3 separate regions of the Mus musculus genome follow, and all the other regions are linked to region 3. A link is a contact called in public Hi-C data. All regions are on one chromosome and are shown on one strand. Each heading gives the region's core, a stretch centred on a gene start, on an enhancer-like site or on the middle of the called end of the contact. The rest is flanking DNA. Distances are from core to core; before and after follow the strand shown. Region 1 has its middle 44 kb from the start of Atxn7l3b. Region 2 has its middle 36 kb from the start of Gm22507. Region 3 holds the start of Atxn7l3b (ataxin 7-like 3B).

Region 1 (4,139 bases), core at 1,244-3,743, 44 kb after region 3:
CTAAAATTATTAAATTTGCCAATAATCATTCTGTAAAAGCATCTCACTATACATAGTCTATATTAACCTGATTTTCAAATTCATATGTTTTATAAAAAAATTGAAGTTTAAAACGTAAAAGTACCCAATTTGTACTTTTCATACTATATTATATATATATATATTTACATATATATGTATATATATACATACATATATGTATTACATTACAATAAGTATTTTGGATGAGCAATGATAACTGCATCAACTTAAAATTCTTACTCATGGAACAACTTACTCTATTATAAGCTACCAAATGATATTTGACAATAGTAGATTTAATCTCTTATTCTTTCTCTTGTTTTCAAAGGAAACTAGGCTTACTGTCCCTAACGTCACCTTTAAGGTCTCCATGATTTGAATGTCGCCTGCTCAGGGTCTTCCTTTAGCGAATATTCTGTTCTGCAGAGACACCATCAGCCCCCAAGTTCTCATATATTTTTGACATTGTCTTTTCCAAGGTATCAGTTTTGTTAATGCCTAGCTATTAAAACCCGAGCCATTTTAAAAATAGAAGCAGAACAATGAAGGCTTGGTCCTCATACCTTGCTCAGTTTACTTCTTTATACAATCAGGGGCTTCCTGTCTAGGGATGGCACCACTCATATTGGGCTGGGCCTTCCCACATAAATAAGTGATTAGGAAAATACCTCGTGGACTTTTCTACATGCTAACATGATGGAGATATTTTCTCAAGTGAGGTTTGCTCTTCTTAGACCCTCGTTTGTGTAAAGTTGGCAAACCAACCAAACAAACAAACAAAAGAACCAGCCAGCACAGTAGTAGTTTAAGATATCATCTTACCATGCACCCCCAGATGAACTCAGACCATCTTCCTTCCTTGTTCCCAGAGTACTGGATGATAAATGTGTATGATGCTTCATTGTTTGCATAATAATGATTCTGCTGAATCATCGCAAGTTTTTCCTTTGTTAATATTAACGTTGAAAGATAGGAGTGCATGTCCTCATTTCTGGGAATGGTACAGCTGTGGTCTAGGTTCCAAAGCATCCTATTAGAAGACCTTATCTAGACTGAGAATGATGTACAGAGTATTATGGTGAGGAAACAGAGCTGTGAGGAGCCGCTGTAGGTAGAACTGGGAAGAGTTTCCTCCTCTCAAATACAGGAAACAAATGTTCATATCCTCAGTCAGGTATGCAGCGCAAAATGTCACCCCCGTATCATATCGGCATCCCCTCTTCTTTATAGACTTTTCATTTAGGCTAATGAATCTTTTTCTTTTTTCTTTTCTTTTTCTTTTTTTTTAAAGCAACACCTATACTTGTCTGGTCCATGGAAGAATGAGTGAAAAAGATGCTATCACCATTTTGGGTAAATTCTACAGTTTAAGGTGAGGAATATGTAAGTTGCTGGCCAATGCCTTTGAGTCAGTGAAAGTCACAATCTCATACTTTTGTGGGCATTGTATGAATACGTGGGCGCACTCTATTCAGGGATGAGTGTCTCACTACCTGTCCCTTTCATTAAATCCGAGAGAATGACAGAATTGGCCTCATTAAATCACCCCCTTCAAGATGGACGTCACGTTTAGGCAAGTGTGCACCCGAAAATGCTGTGCCTTTAAATGGCTTCTTTGGAGAATGAGTAATTATGTGTCACTGTTTTGGTCAGAAAGATAATTTTGCTTTCCAATTCTAGGTAGAACTCGAAGATACTGATTTATATCAGTTTATTAAACTCTACAGAAGGAAACGTACCTTGCATTTTCAAAGGAGGATATTTTCTGTCTTCAAATGAGACGTCATGATTCCCTGAACTTAAACTTACAGCTGCATACAAGCTTATCAGGAATTTGACTTTAATTTCTTTTTTTTTTCCTTCTTATATTTTCTCAAGTATTTTCACATATACTTTCACTAATGTTTCCTTAAAGGCTTCAAAAGACTAAGTACAGAACAGTATATATAATCAGTCAGCTTACTTCCCTAGAACTAAAGTTCTCTCAACTAGATTCCTAAATACAGGAAGGTGGGGGATGGACAGAAGTGCGGGGTGGGGGTGTTTTGCCTTTATGTCTTTAAAAATTTGTAATTAATATTTTAGTTAGCATGTAAAGTAGCAAGCTTCACTTTGACAGATTCATTCATTTATAGCATTGCTTTTGGCTCAATTGTTTGTTGTTGGTTTGGTTTGGTTTTGATTTTTTTTTCTGAGACAGGATTTCTCTGTGTAGCCCTGGCTGTCTTGGAACTCACTTTGTAGACCAGGTTGCCCTCGAACTCAGAAATCTGCCTGCCTCTGCCTCCCAAGTGCTGGGACTAAAGGTGTGTGCCACCGCTGCCTGGCAGCTCAATTGTTTTTAAACTGATACTTGCCTAAAGGTAATGTTTTCAAATTATGACTCCAAGTGAAATGCGAAGATGGATTCTCATGCATTGTGCACTAAGCTGGTCCTTCCTGATGGGAAAGAGAAAGCAGGAGGATTGCTGTAACTTGAAGGACAGCCTGACCTACATAGCAATCTCATGGCCAAACCAGGGCTACCCTGTTTCATAAATAGTCAAAACAAAACAAAACTTTTTTTTTAAGAGAGACACAGTGTTTTTAAAAAATGAAAGAAAACTGTTTTCCTCAAATTTCAAATGAAATTTTAAGCATCTTAAGTAAACAGCAGACAAGCCAAATCTTCATGAAATAATGTTTATAAATTAGCATCATCCGAAATTTGAATGGGTTTTTAAAAAACAACTTCTTATTAAACAAGGAAGAGCGAAACAAAGTATCAAAGAATCCAGTAGACAGTAAACTGTCCCCTGATACCCAGGGGCGTGTTGATCAGCTTACATACCGTGGACGCTTGGGATGGTCCAGTGGCTCGCTGTGAGGCTATTCCCTTTTGTCATTTCTGACAAAGAATAAATTGGACAGACAGTACCATCAATATCACTACTAAAAACTTCCCCTATCAGCTACCAGATCTCGTTGCTCCCGCTGCCGCAGCAATTTACCTTGTCTGCCTCATTACTTTATTTGGGAAATGACATATGCTGTTTAACCTTTGGAGAAAGGGACTATGTCATTTTCAATTCTTTGATAGCTAAAAGGGAGATGCTTGGCATGTGATAAATAAACTTGGAACTTGAGAAAGATGATGAGCAGGTTAGAATAAAGATGGATATTTTCGGCTGTAAGAGGAAATCCCAAGCCACTGAAAACAGATCTGTTTTCTGATAGGTTGTTTCTCCGCTGCCTATGAAATGAGCCAGTTCAAACCACTTTAGATTATATTAATGGCAGGTTTATTGGTAGCCGAGTTCCTTGGCCCCAAGGACCAAGGCCTTGGGGAAAGGAAGGGGAAGATAGGGGAGGGAGACAGATGGGAGGGGGAGGGAGGGAGAGAGAGGGGGGGGGAGGGAGGGAGGGAGGGAGGGAGGGGGAGAGAGACTGACTCAGAGAGAGATTAGTCTGGATTACACAGGGAAGAGCTTTCTAGGGGGAAGGCAGCCCAGCGGCTGGGTTGGAAAATTTAGGGTTGGAGGCAGGATTTGCTGTGTAAGGACTGAGGAATGCTGAAAGAATCTGGAGGGCAGAGGATTCTGACTTTGGTATGTAAAATATGCATAGTAAGGAGTCTGAAACCAAACATTTACTTAATTCAGTTCTGATCTTAAGGCATCCTTTAAAAATGTGGACCAAAAAGGGAGATTTAAATACAGCTCCAGAAAGGGGGGAGTAGAGAGCTGCTTGACTCTAAGTGGATTATTACCCTAAAGACAAGGCACAAATCAAGCCTCGTGACTTTGCGGGTTGCTGTCTTAACCTTGTTACTGCTCCATAGCCTTATGCAAATTATGAAACCTGTCTAAGCAGTTTGCTTATCTAAGAATCCAGAGCCACAGAATTTTGTCCTTGGGACAACCCTGAAGCAATAAATGTAGCTGAGTCAAGCAAGCAATGTAAGAGTATTTGTTTTTCACAAATAGGAATGTGAGTCACCTAGTGATGTCAAATAATAATCCACAAATTAAGAAGTTAATTAGTACTTTAAAATGACTGCAATAGCGGACAGAAATTTCCCTTAGCTCCTTTGAGTCAAAACGTCTGAGAAGGTTTGTGCAGGGACTTTGGTCAAGAAG
Region 2 (3,736 bases), core at 475-2,974, 38 kb before region 3:
CTTGCCTTCTGGACAAATATCCACTTTAAAAATGACTACCGGCTTGGCAATTGAAACTATGCAAATTTTAAATTCTTTTTTGTGTTTTCCATACCTTTGAAGTGCTAGCAAAAACAGTGTCCTATGCAAGTCATCATTCGATTCGTAACCATTAGCAGAAATGTCAATGATTCGTGACAATAACTTTTGGGTTTTCTCAATAAAATCACAGAAGATAGATATTCAGCATATATCTGAGATTAGCAAACAAGAAAGAAAAAAGAAAAAATATCTCTCTAGGAGCAGAAGTGATAAATTCAAGTAGCTTTGGATTTAGCTTTTGTAGAATATTATGACATATAAAAGTATACATGCCACATGTGAGATTTATAATGCCATTTCTCAATAGAATCTTACATCGAATCCAACTCGGGATGAAAATGATTGTTTTGTTGGGATTTATTTTTCCAGTTGTTTCTTGCAAAAAAATGTTTTTTTGTGTGGAATCCATTAACTTTACCTCCTTTCTGGCACATTAGACAAGAGATACTTTTTTTGCTTGTTTTTTTTTCTTCCACACCTCCTTTCTTTTCTCCAACTTGATCTAACAGTCAAGTTAATTAACAGTCTAATTTTTCTTGTTCTATATTATGATGGCTATTCACGGATGTCAACTTGACCATATCTGGAATTAGCTAAAACCCAAGCAGCTGGTGCAACAGTGTGGAATTTTCTTAATCATTTGAAATGGAAAGATCCACCTTAAATTTGGGTCACACTCTTAGGCTGCAGTCTAAATAAAGAACATAGAAAAATTCATACCATGCATGTCTTTTTGGGTCTGAATTACCTCACTAATGATGATATCTTCTACTTCCATTGATTTGTCTGCAAAATTCAGGATGTCCTCATTCTTAATAGCTGAGTAGTATCCCATTGTGTAAATAAACCACATTTTTTGTATTCATTCTTCTGTTGTGGGACATCTGGGTTGTTTCCAGATTCTGACTATTACAAGCAAGGCCATTATGAACATAGTGGAAACTGTGCCCCTGTGGCATGGTGGGGTATCTTTTGGGTATATTCCCAAGAGTGATATAGCTGGATCCTCAAGTAGATCTACTTCCAATTTTCTGAGGAATCTCCAGATTGATTTCCAGAGTGGTTGTACCAGTTTGCACTCCCACCAGAAATGGAGGAGTGTTTCTTGTTCTCCACACCCTCATTAACAAGTGCTCTCAAACCAACAGTAGAGACTGAATAAGTTAAGGACAGGACAAGACCCAGACATAAGAGTAGATGGAAAGATGGACAATATACCTAGAATGATGGGCAGGCAAACTTTAATTGGACTAGGCTGATTTCACACCAGGGATGGGGCTGAAGAGGAGCACATGGCTAATCAGGAGTTCTTTGCCTTGGAGTAGAAAACCACACTCACTTGTGGTTAGATGATAGATCACGTGTCCCTTTGATATCTCAGTGTTAGACTCTCTTCTTTATGAGGTCCAAGGGAAGCAGTTGCAATTTTCTGGATCTGGTGTGTCTGATAAGTTATTAGGCCTGCTTTTCCTGGTGTTCTTTTAATACTTCTCCATTCTCACAAGTCTCAACTTACTTAATAAATTTATAGGGAACCAACATTTCTACTTTTGCTTTTTTTAATCCGTCAGTCTATGGCTTATCAGTGGAACTGGACAAATGATAAGGTTTAGATGTCTAAGGAGGTTCAAAGTCCACCTCATTTTCAAAATGAAATAAAATGCTGCTCATAAAATAGAGATTATCCAGTCACAATATCTGAGAAATCAAACTTACACAGTGTGGAGTAGCTTAGAGCAGTACACAGCATGATCCCAGCATAAGTTTACAGAAAGAAGAAGAAGAGCCGTGGTCATATATGTCCTTTGAAATAATTTCCCCATATCCTGTGTGTTATTTTATTCTCCTTAATATCTCTGATGATGTGAAAATTTTCAAGTTGGATGAATTCAAGTTAGGATAGCCTGAAATTTGCCCAACCACTATTCATAAATTAAAATACTAACAACCAATATTATTGGATGTGACAACATTTGTAGACAAGGTTTTTACAGAGATAATTGGCTTACAATGACGCTATTGAAATGGCCCTATGTCTGGCATTCTTCTGGAAAAAGAAATACCAACAGCCACGCCAACAGAGGAAAGGATATACAAAGATACTATTAGATGACCACCAGCTAGCAACATGCCAGAGAGAAATGTGGGGAACAAAGCCTTCCGCAGCAGACCTTCGGGAGGAGTACTACTTTAAGTACTGCCACTTCTAGTATCAGGGGCTCTGGAAAAAATTAATTTCTGATATTCATGTGATTTCATCAATGGTACTAAAGTAATACATCAAATAACCCATTTTCCTTCTTTCATGCATTGGTGGTTGAAGCTAAATATTATCCAGCAATCCAAAGGCAGAGTTCACACAGTTATTTTGCCTTGTTTTGATTTGTCACCCATGGTATTACTTTTTTTTTTTATAAGGTTAATATATATTTCACAGGAAATGGAGCTACAAAGTTAAAGACAATGCATTTCGTTTTGTGTTTATGTCTTTGCCAAATATTTGCCAAATACTCTATCCAAAGATTATAATGATTTAGTATACTACCAGTAGTTTAAGGTCTTTGTTTCCTCGCACACAAGTCAGTATGGGAAATTATTCCAAGATAATATTCATGGTCATACTCAGAGAGAAAAGGTCATTTTTAAAATAGGAATGAATGTAAAACTGTTGATCTTTATATGCATGTCCTTGGGATGTGCGTGTCTGTGAATGATGGATGCTTTAATGCATGTGTACACATATGTGCAGATCCATTTTGCATGTGGATGTGGATATTGAGGTTCCATGTTGACAAAGCAACTGTTCTCGACCACTCTCCACTTTATTTGTTTGTTTATTATATGCTCAGCCATATGGGCCAACCTAGCTAGCCAGCTTTCTCTTGCTAGCTTCTCTTCCCTTCAAGACACTGGAAATACAAGTAATTTGCCACCTATACCCAGCAGTTATATGAGAGGTAAGGTTCCACACCTTGGTCTCCATATACATGCGGCATGTACTTTATTCATTGCACCAATGCCCTAACCTAAATTTAACACTTTTTGAAAAATACTTATGTACTTTTAAAAATCTTTATAGTGAAGCAGGTGTTTATATCTATTTTTTAGAGCATTACAATTTTTGTGTGGTAATTATTTTCCTTTCCACAATTTATAAAGTATGACAGAAAAAAATCAATTACAATTAAATCTACATTCGTTCTTTAAAGTACCTTATGATCTTTTAAAATAGGGTCGACACCTCTGTCTCCTGCGGGAGATATGTGTTGGCCTGGAGCTCCATCATTAATCTACCTCATGCTTTTACATCAAGATGGTCGTCTGTTCGTGATTCTTGGGTTCACGCTGAACGGGAATTGAGTGGGGGTTTTCCCACTAGGATCTTTCATTTGGAGGTCCCACTGAGATCTGTGTAACACCCAGGAACCCCAAAAGACCCCTTGTAGGTACGTTTGTTTGTGTGCGTCTTACATGTTGTCTGTTGTCTAAGTGTGGCACCACTGAATTTGTGTCTTGGTTTGTGAATTTGTGTCTTGGTTTGTGAATTTGTATCTTGGTTTCAGGGTTCCGAGATCGTGGGTTTGAGTCCCACCTCATGCCTTGGTTTTAGGGTTCCAAGATTGTGGGTTCAAGTCCCACCTCGTGCCTTGGTTTT
Region 3 (4,056 bases), core at 232-2,731:
TCATGCAAGCACCATGTGAAAATTCTTATACGTATTGCTATGTGTCTCACTACAAAACTATGTGATGACACCTATTCCTGAAATGTCAAGAAAACAGATCCCAATACAAGATTCGCATAGGCATCTACTGTAGGAGGCAGTCTGATTCAGTAACATGTACTCTTAAACATTACATGGTTTATTGTATGTCCAGATCCCACAATGTGTCAATACGTTAATTTTTTGAATCTAGAACATCTAGATTATACAAAAGTCCAATTTTTTTAAAGTTCTGTCTTTTTTTAAATTAAAAAAAAAGAACTCTGGGCAGAAAAAAATTAAGTAGCATAAGCTAAATGATTTGTATCTGCCAATTTGTGAGATCTAAATTAATTAAATAGACAACTAGAAAATACAGTTGTTTACAAATAGTTTGCACTCTAAATCAATCAGTGTAAGGTAATTCTGTACTGAGGAAAATATGATCATCTTATGCTTTTCTCTAATCTGGAAATCTTGCATAAGAAAGCTATAAAGGAGGATTTGAGTTTTTCCTTAGCCACAGTTCTTTCTGATAAATTGCAAAAGTAGAGCAGTTGCAGAGGAGGATCAAATAATGAACAAGAAAGAAAAAAGTAAAGAAAGAATACAGTGATTTCCTTATGTTTGAATTCACAACTAATCTTTTTAGGAATAGCTAGCTAGCATCTTCTGATCCATTGTGGTTAGTAGTGTGTTTTATCAGTGACAGAATAAGGACTTGCTTGAGTCAAATGAGAAAAGTTGTTAGGAGCTGGCTGCAGAGGATTTGGTGGGACGGTTCCAGTTCTCACAGTGAAAGCAGTGTAACTTTAGGAAAGTCTTCCCCCTCCTCTTTGCCTCCCCCAAACTAAGCGCACATCATTTTTATCTTGTAGCACATTTGGAGACGTATATAATCATTTCTTTACAGTCACGCTGACTTAATGGTCTTATAAGTGAGATAAATGCCTTAGGTTTATTTGATCAATATATTTGAATTATGCCTTTAGTGTCAGGATTCTAGTTGTTTTCATTCAAAGAAAGCCTCAAAGATAAACTATAGGGCAATTTGTTTCCTTGCATCATCTAGTGGATTTAAATGACAACTGCGGCAGTACTGTAAATTACTGCAAGCCAATCCTGTACGTCAAATTTTCAGTCGTATGTGGATAAACATGCCTGAAATCATTATTCGATTGATTACACAACTGGACAAGTAATTATTATTCCTCCTTTTACGTAAGAAATCATTGAAACACAGGTGAACGCATTAGTGAACGTTTAAAGCCCTAAACAAAATACCATAGCATCGTCGATAACATTTTATGAACCGGGAGAGAGAAAAAGACACAGGCAGGAATGCCAGTTGTCGCCACTGGCTCGCACAGACCAACAGTGCTCCCAGGCCAGCGAACTGCGCCAGAGCCCGAGCCCAAGCCCAGCCTCCGCGCGGAGCCAGTGCGCAGGCGCAGCACCGGGCGGAAGTGGGGGGGCGGGCCCAGACTGTCAGCGAGAGGAAGAGGCCCGAACGGCTGGGTGAGGCGCCGAGACGGTTTTCGCGGCGAGCCGGGCTCGGGTGCAGCTCAGAATCCCGAACTTGGGTGATCGTCGCAGCCGAGCGAGCGTTGGGGCTCCGGAGCGGCGGTTGCTGTCGCCGCGGACGCCGCCGTCGTCGCCGTTGCCGTCCCGGAGGACGAGGCCCGGAGAGGCCTTGCAGGCCTAGCGGAGCCCGAGTGTGCCGTGAGTAAAGCCAGCGCCCTCCGCACGGTCGCTTGCCGGTTAAGATGGAGGAGATTTCGTTGGCCAACCTGGATACTAACAAGCTGGAGGCCATCGCCCAGGAGATCTATGTAGACCTGATAGAGGATTCCTGCCTGGGCTTCTGCTTTGAGGTGCACCGGGCGGTCAAGTGTGGCTACTTCTACCTGGAGTTTGCAGACACTGGGAGCGTGAAGGATTTCGGCATCCAGCCAGTGGAGGACAAAGGCGCGTGCCGCCTCCCGCTCTGCTCCCTTCCTGGGGATCCCGGGGACGGGCCCCAGACGGAGCTGCAGCGTTCACCTCCGGAATTCCAGTAGTCACCACCTGAGAGAGGGCGACACAGTGACCAGGACAATAATAGAGACTGGTCCCCGTGGCTTTGGAGGAATAAGCTAAGTTGGAGAGAAAAAAAATTAAATCAACAAATAAAGGAAAAGCAAACAAAAGTCCCATTTACCCCCCTTCAAGATCTTAGCATTAAAATACAAAAAAAAAAAAAACCGAGAAGGCGTAAAACGAACAAAACACCCAAAGAGGAGAATTTAGGAATCCCGGTCCATTTGAAAGGGTCTCCCATGCCAGCTCTGAAATCCTGGGCAGAAGAAGGTCCAGAGGCGTCGTGCTGTATTTTGAGCTGTATAAAATACATGTGGATGTGCAAGGACCCTGAACTGTCCTCGGTACACAGGTGAGCAGCTGTGTACCCAGCCTATACAATTCTATTTGTTTCTCAGATTCTGCATCTGCCTGATGTCATGGGCCTCCTTCGAAGTTTTAGATGGTGTTGATGGTCAGGCCCTGATCAGTCAGCTTCGGTGGACTGCTCCTCTGATTTCTAAGCCTCCAATTGGGCCTCTTTGATACAAATAGAAGTCAGGTATGTGACTTAAATACTAAAAATATTAATATTCCCGTTTGAATTCGATGGGAAGCCCTTGTGCCCTTGTCTTCAAGAAGTTCCAAATCACCTGTTTTCCAAAGGTCCAGCATTTTGTGGGGACAAGGCCTTGCCTTTGGCTCATCAGAAGACCTGTCTTTCCATCCTACTGAGTGGCAAAGGTTTGGCAAAGGACAAGGTGGTTTTCAAACAGCTGAAGATTTTCTTTTGATGCTATGAGGATGAAGTGTACCTCCGCGACTGCACATCATGTCCAACTGGAAGACTCATGTCTTGAATTACATACTGCGGACATAAGTTTGGTGGGACGGTTTTTTCCTACTTTTGAGTTACTGGTGATGTAACCAGCCCATGGGTCTGACTTGATCATTATGACAGGTCGCTGCCCTCCAGTGGTACCACTGACCTACAGAAGGACATCATGGCAGAGCAGGAGGCTGTTTAAAAATTGAGCCAGGAGGGAACTTTTTTCCATCTGCCTTCAATAATGTGAATGAGTTTAATGCTAAGAGCCCTGAAACAGGCCTGGTTTACCTGGTATGGTTGCAGAATTCCTTCATCAACTGGGCAGTCAGACCTCTGCTGTGCTGATTGAGACTGTCTCCACCTTCTCTGCCCTCACAAACAGCAGTTCATCACTTGGTCCTCAGAACCTCCTTCCAGCAGGGGCTGTATATTTCTTGATGGAAAGTTGGAGGCAGGGTTAGAAGTAAAGGGGAAGTGAGTGGCATATCAAAACTGGTCTGTTTCAGTCCCTAAAATGGGGGGTTATGGAGGGTGGGAGTCCTGAGGTGAGCAGAAAAGAAAGGTGCTGCTTTATTTGAAATGTTTTCTTACCTCATTCTGTGCCCCAGTAAAGGGTCCAGCCTCATCTGTCTGGCTTGGCCATGTTCCTGTCACTGCTCCACTGCCTCTCTGGTGCAGCTCATGATTCCAGGTGCTGCTTGCCACACTAGGTTTTCTCTCGACCAATTTCAGCTCATCTTCCAGTGCTGCTCCTCCGAAGCCTACACAAGTTTCCTTTTTCCTTTTGTTGTCGTTTTCGTTTTCTAACTTTAAATTTTTATGTTGTTTTGTTTTACCTGTTTTTATGGAAGCCTTAGAGGAGAATCTCTCATGGCTCCCTCTGTTTGGATTGGAATGGGAAAATAACAAAAAAAAAAAAAAAAAAAAAAAACAACCTTTTTTTAAATTTACAAGGCAGTGTCATGTCTAAGTGTTTCTCTTATATAAGGCTGCCTTGCTAGTATATCTCCCTGCCTGTCATGAGTTCTTTCTTCCCATTGCTACTTGGATACGGCCTCTTAGGACTTACTGCAGAGCCAGGAATGCTGGCATACACAAGGAAGGAGTTGGTTCTGCTCCACATTTCTAATCCTATTGTGTATGTATCTTCC

Evidence for each region. A called contact is a pair of places that touch in the nucleus more often than the background predicts.
Region 1: a contact with region 3 is called in a Hi-C map of adipose-derived mesenchymal stem cells, with 1.6 times the contacts expected there. The contact joins the enhancer-like site here to the promoter of Atxn7l3b in region 3. A contact is called at or near these places in 1 of 15 datasets of contacts at CTCF or cohesin (the NIH/3T3 cell line), 5 of 484 Hi-C or Micro-C datasets (the HL-1 cell line, adipose-derived mesenchymal stem cells, embryonic stem cells and 1 more), 7 of 115 datasets of contacts at active chromatin or transcription factors (the SCID.adh cell line, embryonic stem cells, extraembryonic endoderm stem cells and 2 more) and 1 of 9 other capture datasets (adipose tissue).
Region 2: a contact with region 3 is called in a Hi-C map of the G1E-ER4 cell line, with 1.7 times the contacts expected there. The contact joins the enhancer-like site here to the promoter of Atxn7l3b in region 3. A contact is called at or near these places in 1 of 39 promoter capture datasets (macrophages), 1 of 15 datasets of contacts at CTCF or cohesin (the NIH/3T3 cell line), 6 of 484 Hi-C or Micro-C datasets (the G1E-ER4 cell line, granulosa cells, liver and 1 more), 4 of 115 datasets of contacts at active chromatin or transcription factors (embryonic stem cells, intestinal crypt epithelium and intestinal villus epithelium) and 1 of 9 other capture datasets (pancreatic islet).

What each region holds. Positions count from the first base shown.
Region 1 is chr10:112,882,990-112,887,128 of GRCm38.p6, reverse strand. No RefSeq gene overlaps it. Among named protein-coding and RNA genes, the nearest start is that of Atxn7l3b, 44 kb to the left of the region's middle. Within about 2 kb of position 2,493, at least 63 of the 459 cell types and tissues checked have an H3K27ac peak or open chromatin away from gene starts, as enhancers often do. A contact at or near this core is called in the HL-1 cell line, the NIH/3T3 cell line, adipose-derived mesenchymal stem cells and 1 more, where this site is marked.
Region 2 is chr10:112,965,504-112,969,239 of GRCm38.p6, reverse strand. No RefSeq gene overlaps it. Among named protein-coding and RNA genes, the nearest start is that of Gm22507, 36 kb to the right of the region's middle. Within about 2 kb of position 1,724, at least 6 of the 459 cell types and tissues checked have an H3K27ac peak or open chromatin away from gene starts, as enhancers often do. A contact at or near this core is called in the G1E-ER4 cell line and intestinal villus epithelium, where this site is marked.
Region 3 is chr10:112,926,451-112,930,506 of GRCm38.p6, reverse strand. It overlaps Atxn7l3b (ataxin 7-like 3B), which reads left to right and starts at 1,481. Exons shown (of 1, transcript NM_001033474.2): 1 at 1,481-4,056. The coding sequence starts at 1,785. The coding sequence ends at 2,078.